Regions from separate parts of the Gossypium arboreum genome. Here region 1 is linked to region 2. Evidence: chromatin contacts called from public Hi-C data. All regions are on one chromosome and are shown on one strand. The core of a region is the stretch at or near the end of the contact, and the rest is flanking DNA. Distances in the headings are between cores, read along the strand shown.

What was found. A called contact is a pair of places that touch in the nucleus more often than the background predicts.
Region 1: a contact with region 2 is called in a Hi-C map of leaf, with 3 times the contacts expected there. The contact joins the promoter of LOC108483142 here to the promoter of LOC108480346 in region 2. A contact is called at or near these places in 2 of 5 Hi-C or Micro-C datasets (both in leaf).

What each region holds. Positions count from the first base shown.
Region 1 is chr1:84,462,411-84,466,825 of ASM2569848v2, forward strand. It overlaps LOC108483142 (CSC1-like protein At1g10090), which reads left to right and starts at 2,241. Exons shown (of 13, transcript XM_017786370.2): 1 at 2,241-2,594; 2 at 3,048-3,506; 3 at 3,730-3,876; 4 at 4,296-4,359. The coding sequence starts at 3,226.
Region 2 is chr1:83,907,647-83,912,120 of ASM2569848v2, forward strand. LOC108480346 reads left to right here and starts at 1,702. Exons shown (of 1, transcript XM_017783310.2): 1 at 1,702-3,852. The coding sequence starts at 1,954. The coding sequence ends at 3,621.

The DNA of each region.
Region 1 (4,415 bases), core at 991-3,490, 560 kb after region 2:
TGCCTCGGATATAGTATTGAAGTTGTCGAAACCGTCTTGAGCCACCACAATGTCAATGTTTAACTGTGCAGCTTATTTATGGCTTGGGAATTGCTAATCAATTTGGAAAAGTTGGGTAACATGGGTGTTAAGTTTTGTAAATGAGAGACCAAGTTGAAGTCAATGAAGCCATTTCGGTAGGTTTGATGGTTGCAACACTTAACCAGCTTTGAACATTTAATGGGTTGCTACTGCACTTTCATCGGTTAAGATGTAGAATGGGGTCATGGTAGAGCTCCAAGAAATCGTTCCAAGCCAATGTGATTCGCTCATTGAAAGAAGTCAAGTCCATGATAGAGACGAGCCGATGAGCTTAAATCGCTTGATTTAGAGTGACTTGAATTGCTAAGTTATAGAAAGAAAATTAAAATATTTTAACTATTTTTCTTTTTTTTAAATAATATATTTTGTAAATATTCAGGACTAAATTTGTTAAATTTATAAATTTAAAATTAAATTAATAAAATATATAAATATTAGGAAATTAAATTTATTATTAGTCCAACGAAAAAATGACTTCCTCAGTCACTAAAATTTTTAAATATTAATGACCGAAATTGAAAGCTTAAAGTTGGATGACAAGTTGTAAGGCCTTCCTTAGATTCTGAAGGTGGGCCTTCTCCATCTTGAGTGGGGGAAGTTCCGTGTATTGTTAGCTGGAATTAGTAGATTTGAAGGTAGTTAGGCGGTTTTATTCTATACTTGCATTTACCTACCATATATATTGGAACGTAATTCCTTTTCTTAACTAATCAAAATTTACCAACTCCAACACTATACCCTCACAAACACCCACTCGTATAGACAAGTTCGGCATAATTGAGTTTCTATTAAAACAGATCCGGAAAACTCGTACAAATATAATTATTTTAAATTTTGAAATAAATATCAAATTATGCTTTCAAACTTTGCATGTGAACTCACCATAATATGATTTTATTTTAAAAAAATAAATTACATACAATTTCATTTTAGACACCCAAAATAAAAAAGTTTATAATTTGAGCACCCACGTTATATAGTTCGATTACTCTCGTTAAAATTACAAAACGGCAAGCTAATGTAGCAGTTAAAAGATTCAATATAATAACAAATTTTTCCTTCAACTTTTACATATTATATCGATTTAATCATAATTTTAAAAATTAACCTTAAAATTATGAGTAAATCGATATAATATATAAAAGTTGAGGGCTAAATTTATTATTATACTAATTTTTTTATAAATCACATCAACTTGTTGTTTGTGATTTTAATGGAAGTGACCAACATGACTAAATTATATAACGTGAATGATTAAATTGTAAATTCTTTTGGGGCCTAAAATTAATTTTTTTATAATTGAGTGATTATTGTGTAGTTTACCCAAAATAAAAAGACGAACACGTTTACATTAATAATTAATAATTTGTATACAAAAATTATTTTAACAAATTTTCAATTAAATTGATTCTTTGTATTAATATTTTTATTTTATATTAAAGACATTTTAATAAATTTTTAATTAAATTAATTTCTAATTAACTCGTTATACTAAGTTAATAAAGAGTTTAATGCAACTACAATTATAGACAACAAGTATAGATACATAGGCTGGCTGTTTAAAGGGTTTAAGGGGCCTCCCAAAAGGAATTGAAAAATTATGATTTTTCATTGAAATTTTAGAAAATTTTAATTAAGCCTTCAACTTTTTATAAAATTTTATTTTTCTCTTGAAGTTTTTAAAAATTTGAATTAAACTCTTCAAATTTTAAAATTCTTATTATACCTTTTAAATTTTAAAAAATAATTAAAATAACTTAAAATATTTGAAAATTTAAATTAATCTCATAAAACCCCAATTTTTTTAAAAGAAATTTCATTAAACTCTTAAAACTTTTGAACTTGTGAAAAAATCAACGATTGTCATTGGTCACCGACCGCAACTCCACTTCAAATAAAATAGGTCGGGAAGCACGATAATAAAATCCACAAACTGGCGTGAAGCCAGCCAACTAGAAAAAACTGTAGCAGATATGGCGGTTGTACATGGAGTAAGTAGGATCCCACATTTTTGTACCGTTACCTTATTGTTGGCCACGTGGCGCTTCCGTCGTTGTCGTGGTAAGAAAATCATTGCTCTTTTTTACATGTTTGTCATTATTTTTATTAAATAATATAATTATTACTAATAAAATGACTCTTTACACGTGGCATTCGCTGGAATCTTCTTCCCTAATAGAAAAACTATAAACTCTTTTTTTGCGTGTGTATGAACTAATTTTTTTTTTCAATAAATGAAATTCCTTGAAGATAATACAATCTTTTATAAAAATTTATTTCCGAATTAAGGCTCTTTATTTCTTTCTCTGTCAGCAAATTGGTCGAATTTTATTTTTGTTTTTATTTGAAGATGAAGGAAAAGCATAGCATTTGGCGTACAAGTGATAACTCACAATTTTCTTATGTATTTAGTTCCCTACTTTTTTAAGCCAACCATTTTGCTTCAGAATCTCTTTGCGTTGGGAACCTTTTCAAAGTTCTTACGCTTTTTTTGGCCTCTGATATTTGCCCAGGTACTTTCAGTTTATTTAATCTTTATTTTTTTCCTAGGTTGTTTAACTAAATTGATTTAATTTCGTTTGAGTTTCCTTCTTGAACTAATTGTTAGGAGCAATTTTTATTTTATTTTTTTTTACTTGAGTTTTTGTATAATCTTTTGTCTTGGAACTATAGAGATTCATCGAAAGGAAAAAGAAGAAGAAATGGTTTGGAAATTTAGTCAGGTAGGAAAAAGATAGTTTAAAATTTTCGGTAGCTCTATTAGAAAGGAAATTAGAGTTAAAAACAACTTTTATTTAGGGGTTTTTTAATTTTTTAAAGTTTGATGATGTTTTTCGTCTGCGTTTAGTTTAAGCATTGTTTTTCTTACTTGAAATTTTATTGAAGTATTTTCTATTTTTTATTTTTGAGATTTGATCTATGAGAATGGTTTTAAATTTTGGTTTCTGAACTATGAAAATTCCCAGATCCATTTTGCAGCACTTGATTCTGTGTCAGATTGAGCCAAACTACTTTCTGCATTAGTAGTCATCAAAAGAACTCTGTTTTGAGCAAATTGGAAGTAATATTGACATGTCCTTTCTCGGTTCAGTGCTTTAGTTATTGAATTTCTTAAGCTTGAATAAAAGGTTAGAGGGAACTGAGATGGACATTGGAGCTCTTTTAACTTCTGCCGGAATCAATATAGCTATATGTGTTGTGCTTTTGTCTTTGTATTCCATACTGAGGAAACAACCGAGCAATGTTAGTGTGTATTTCATGCGGAGGCTTATTTCAGAACCAATAAAGCATAGTGATCCTTTTCACTTTGAGAGACTTGTTCCCTCTGCTAGTTGGATCGTGAGGGCCTGGCAAGCGACCAATGAAGAAATATTGGCTGCTGGTGGTGTGGATGCTCTAGTTTTCTTGAGAATAGTTGTTTTCAGGTGATTAAGTTTCTCCAGATGGAAAATTTTGATTTCTTCCAATTTTCTGAGGGAAAATTTTGCTACTAAGTTTCTCCAAAAGTTTATGCTTGCAATTATATCCAAACATCTTTTAAAGTGCTTTCATAATTCAATTATGGATGGTCAGTGTCTATGGTCAGTGTCTATTTTTTCTTCTGCTGGTTTACTAACTGCACTGCAATTTTCCTCCTGTTCTTTACAGTATTCGGATATTCATCATTGCTGCTGCGATTTGTGTTTTTCTATTGCTTCCAGTAAATTATTATGGACAAGAAATGCAGCACAAGCAAATCCATTCAGAATCACTGGAAGTATTTACTATTGGAAATGTAAAGGAAGGATCACAATGGTATGTTAATTGAACCCATTATTTATGGATGGTTGCTTTAGTTCCTTTTTACAATGAGTTGTTATTTGGATGCTGCCATCTTGAACCTTGAATGTTATGACCAGAAATGAAATGTGTACTCGCGATGCCATGTAGAATTCTACTTTACCATGTTTTTGTATGCATCCAAAAGGATGAATCCAAGTCTTTTATTTATTATCCTTTATACTTTTAAAAGATTCCTGGGAGAGATCTAATCAGGAATTGAATTTAAATACTGAAAAGCAATGACTTTTTAAAGTCTTCTGGTCCACTAACTGTTTCTTCTTCAGGCCAAGATATTGAGATGCAACTCCAACATAGTGGTTTTGTGGTAAAATAGATTGGATAAAATCAGCTATTTATTGATTGTTTTTCATTTTGTTTTAAAAATATTTCAGGTTTTGGACCCACTGTCTTGCATTATATGTCATATCCTGCTCAGCTTGTGTTCTACTTCACTTTGTAAGGATGTGCATACCATAAAGCATTTCTTATTCATATATGGTTTGAATTTTACT
Region 2 (4,474 bases), core at 452-2,951:
CAACTTAGACCACCAACCTCTAAAATTACCTCCCATCAAAGTGCGGACAATCTACTCGAAAAGAGTTATTTCCGACTTCCAAGGTACCTCCTCGCGAGGGTATACTCGAATGTCCTAGATTTGGTATAGGCGATACAACGAGGTGTTCCTTTGCTGAAAAACCAGGAGGAGAATATAAAGTACATTTCCCTTTACTAGTTATCACACCAGTATCTGTAATAGGAGGACGTTGTCCAAAATATTGTTCAAATAAAGAATAGATCTCGGATCGAAGTTCAGATCATACCTCTGAACAAACCTCAGACTTAATTCCCTCCTGAAAGTCCTTCAAACGCGCATCAATCCTTGCATCTAACTAAGTAAATTCAATTTGCAGCTGAGGCTCTCCTTACATCATTCCAAGTTCCTTCTGCATCATTGTAGTCACTCCCTCCACGACCATGAGGATTGACAAAGCTCTGATACATTTTTCATGTAATGAATCTAGAATAGTAGAAAACAGAGAGAAAAAGAAGAAAAGAAATTGAGAGAAAAGAGAAAGAGAGAATACTGGAAATTATTATTCAAATTTTCATAAAGAAAGAGAGAATACTGGAAATTCTTATTCAAATTTTCATAACCAGTTTTTGAACTTTAGTTACAGGTATAAATGGTAACCAAATAATAGACTCACTCTAATAATAACAACTGACTGAAAGACACCGTTTAACTAATGCTAAAACACACCGTATGACGAGAATGAAAACAGAAGTAAAACGTAGTGTTCAAAACAAAAGAAATAACAGTAATAACGAAAATATGAAAATGAAAAAGGCCGTTGAAACTATTCCATAACAAAAACAAAGATGAAGGGAAGGGGAAAAATTGTAGGCATTTCAGATTTTTTCTTTGTTTTAGTTTTTTTAGGAAATTGATCTATTGTTTTTCAGTTTTAGGATGTTTAAGGCGCCTTTGAGGTTTTTAGGGTTTTTCCTTTGAGGCACTGCCCATTGCTAGTAGTGCATGTGATGACAGATGGCAACTTTGGGTAGCCTCATGTTTCATTAGGAAGCTATTTTTTCAAACGTTGTGATCCTTCCCCAATTTAATGCATTTATGCCGGTTCTACTTTCAAAAAAAAAAAAAAAGCTTCAATAAACAAATTATTACTTCATACATTACTTGAGTAGGTTTTCAAATTCCGAAAGTAGAATTTTTTTAAAAAATTTTGTCAAATATCTTAATTATTTATCTTTCATTTTTATAAATATAATATAAAAATTGTGAATTTTTTTAATTTAGTTAGAAAAACTTTATAATAAATGTATGGAATAATAATTTTAAAAGGGTAAATACTTCATTTTGTATCTAAACTTGTCTTCAAAGTTTAATTTGGTACCTAAGTTTTTTTTAGTCCATGTAGGTATTTAAAGTTGGCCCCCCAATGTTCAATTTGATACCTAAACTTTTTTTGGTCCAATTAGGTACCTAAGCTTAACTTTTTAGTTCAAATTGTTACTTGAATTTGGATTCATAGTTTAAATTGGTTCAAATGATTTATTTACTATAAGTACTAATTTGGACCAGAAAGTTAAGTTCATGTACTAATTTAAATAAAAAAATCAACTTCAATTACCAAAATATGTATTTGCTTACCTAAAGCAATGGGCCAATGGCTTAAGAACGAGCAATGCAAAGAATGTGGGGCAGCTGTAAGTCCAGTTCACCGTTTTTGATCATCTTTTCATATTTTAATTTTAATTTTAATTTTCCCCCGTTTATCCGTGCCCGTTTGGCGTTTTTATTTTCAGAACTACCCTTAGGGTTTCATTTTGAAGCTCACTCTCTTTTAGCAGCAAAACTGAAAGAAACTTCCGATTCCGACGGTCTTCTCTTCTCTCTCCTAATAGTTTCAAACAATTTATTTTCCAATCGAAATCCAACTATTTTCAATTGCTTTTGAATCGGCTCAACATGACTGGAGAAGGCCCGAGCCTCATAAAGCAACTAGCGGCTTGCGACAAGTCGACCCGAGACAAAGCCGTACGCTCTCTCATCAACACTTGGCTTCCTTCACAAACCCAACTCTCTGATGAAGAGATGAAGAGGCTCTGGAAAGGTCTCTTCTTCTGCGTTTGGCACGCTGACAAGCTACCCGTTCAGTCCGACCTCATCGAAAAGCTTTCTTCCGTTGTCCTAAAGCTCGAGCCGCCTCTATCTCTCCAATATTTCTCCGTTTTTTTTCTTACGATGCGTCGCGAGTGGACTGGAATTGACAAACTAAGGTTAGATAAGTTTTACCTCTTAATTCGTAGGTTCTTGCATTTCTTTTTCGCTATGTTGAAGAGATGGTCGTGGGATTTGGACTTTACGCGTCGTTCGATTAGGGTTTTAGTTGATGGAACCTTTTTAGCTGATGATAAGTTTCAAGGGAATGGCGTTAATTATCACATTGCTTCGGTTTTCCTCGAGGAACTCAGGCCTTTTCTTCCGGTTAAAAAGGAGGTTCTTGAGATTTTATTGGAGACATTTGTTGGAATAATGGGTAAAGTGAGTGATAAAATTTTGGTTGGGAAGATTAGAATTAATGTGTTTGATGAGTTTGTTAAAATGGGAAGGAGATTGTTGGAACTTAAGACCTCCATTGAGGAGGTTGATCAAGGTGATGATGTAGTTGTGTTGGGAATTATCGGTTTGGTGATGGGATTCTCTAAAAAGTTTTATGAATTGGGTTCTTCAGTGGATTGCTGTCAGGGTAATAGAAAGATTCTGTTAAGAGTACATGAAGAATTCTTGAAGCTAGAGAAGGATTTAACATCATTGGGTATTGATATTTCGATCCCCGAGTGTAATAAAGGGGATGAAGAAGATGAGGTTCCTGAATTGGTACCTATTGCTAGTGAGATGGAATTGAATATCTCTAATGGTGCTTCAGAGCTGGTTGAAGCTAATGGCAATGGTTCTGTCAGAAAGGCTTCAAAGAAGAGCAAGAAGGCGAAAAAATCAACTGGGGACAGTGGTAAAAAGACCAAGAAAAACAACAATGCTAAATATACAGCTGCAGATAAGGAGAACAATGTTATGGTACCAGCAGAAAGTGCCACTTCTAATATTGAGAAGAATGGTGAAGGTGATTCAATAACATTTACTGAATCAGTGATTTCGAACCTTCAGCTCCAGTTTGAGAAGGTTGCTGAAGAAGTAGGCTTGAATAGTGATGTTGCAAGTGCCTGTGATTTGCCTAAAGTCAATGGTACTGTCTCCAAGAAGAGAAAGAGAGGAAAGCATATGGATGGCAAAAAATCTCAGAATGGGGAGGAAACCAATCAAGGGGAGGATGAAATTGATGCAACTGCAAAATCTTGCGAGAACAGCACAAAGAGGGTAAGATTTTCAATGAAAAACAACATAGTTTGGAAACCCCACAGCCCTTTACCTCCACTAAGCTTGAGAATACCGCCCTCTGTCATTCCTAGAGGAAGTGCTCTTAAGAAAGGTTTACCTCCAGGTCCTATAAGGGAAATGCCTCTTATGACAAAGAAGGTAAAGAAAGCTAAATCTGTGAAAAAGGTTCGGAAAGTAGTAAAGGGCATGCATCCTCTAGTCAAACGCACCAAGAAGTTGAATTCAAAGTCCCCCTAGCAGACTATGCTTTATCATGGAAAAAAAAAGTTTTGCATGAATAGTCATTAAAATTCTTCTAAATTTGGTTGTTTTTTGTCTTGTTTTTGCACTGTTTAGACTTTCCATCACACATGTTCTTTGACTTTATAGACTTTTGGTCTTTGAATACTCAACTGTGATGAGAAGTTAATTTATACATGTCTGGAAGATGGACCTTGGAATGAATCATATTCTTTGCTTTCTGGTGGATATAGATTCTAGCATTTATTTGTTTTCTTATTTAAGGGATTGAGCTTATAAATTGTGAGTATGCGTTCGCGTTGATAAAGATTGAGGATTTATGATTTGTTCTACCTTTGCATCTTTTCTAGAAACTTCCCTTTACTTCTTAATACAGATATATGATTTTCTGGGTCCGTTTCAGCCAATACCCGTTGATCCGCCTGTGGTAGAAAATTTTAATTTTTTAAACTTAAAACCTTTTTTATCTTACATTTGAATTTAATATATAATTATTAACTTAAGTTAATAAATCTAATTAATAATTTTAAAATTTATGTTTTATATGTATATAATTGAGATATCTTTTATTTATATATAACATAATAATTTACAAAGAAACTAAAAGTTAAACTAATAAATATTATATATGTAAAGATAAAAACATTGGTATAGATGATTGAATCGTCTAGTATTGATATAAATATAAAAATATATAATAATTTTTACAACACTATTAATTATATAAAACATGGTCTAAATATGCAAATCGCCATTATATCTAACGGCAAACTAGTAGGTACCTGGCTCGGAATGGGTAGATTGACATTTCACGGGCTTTCTTGAATTGTGGTGGCTAATTTTATTAAAT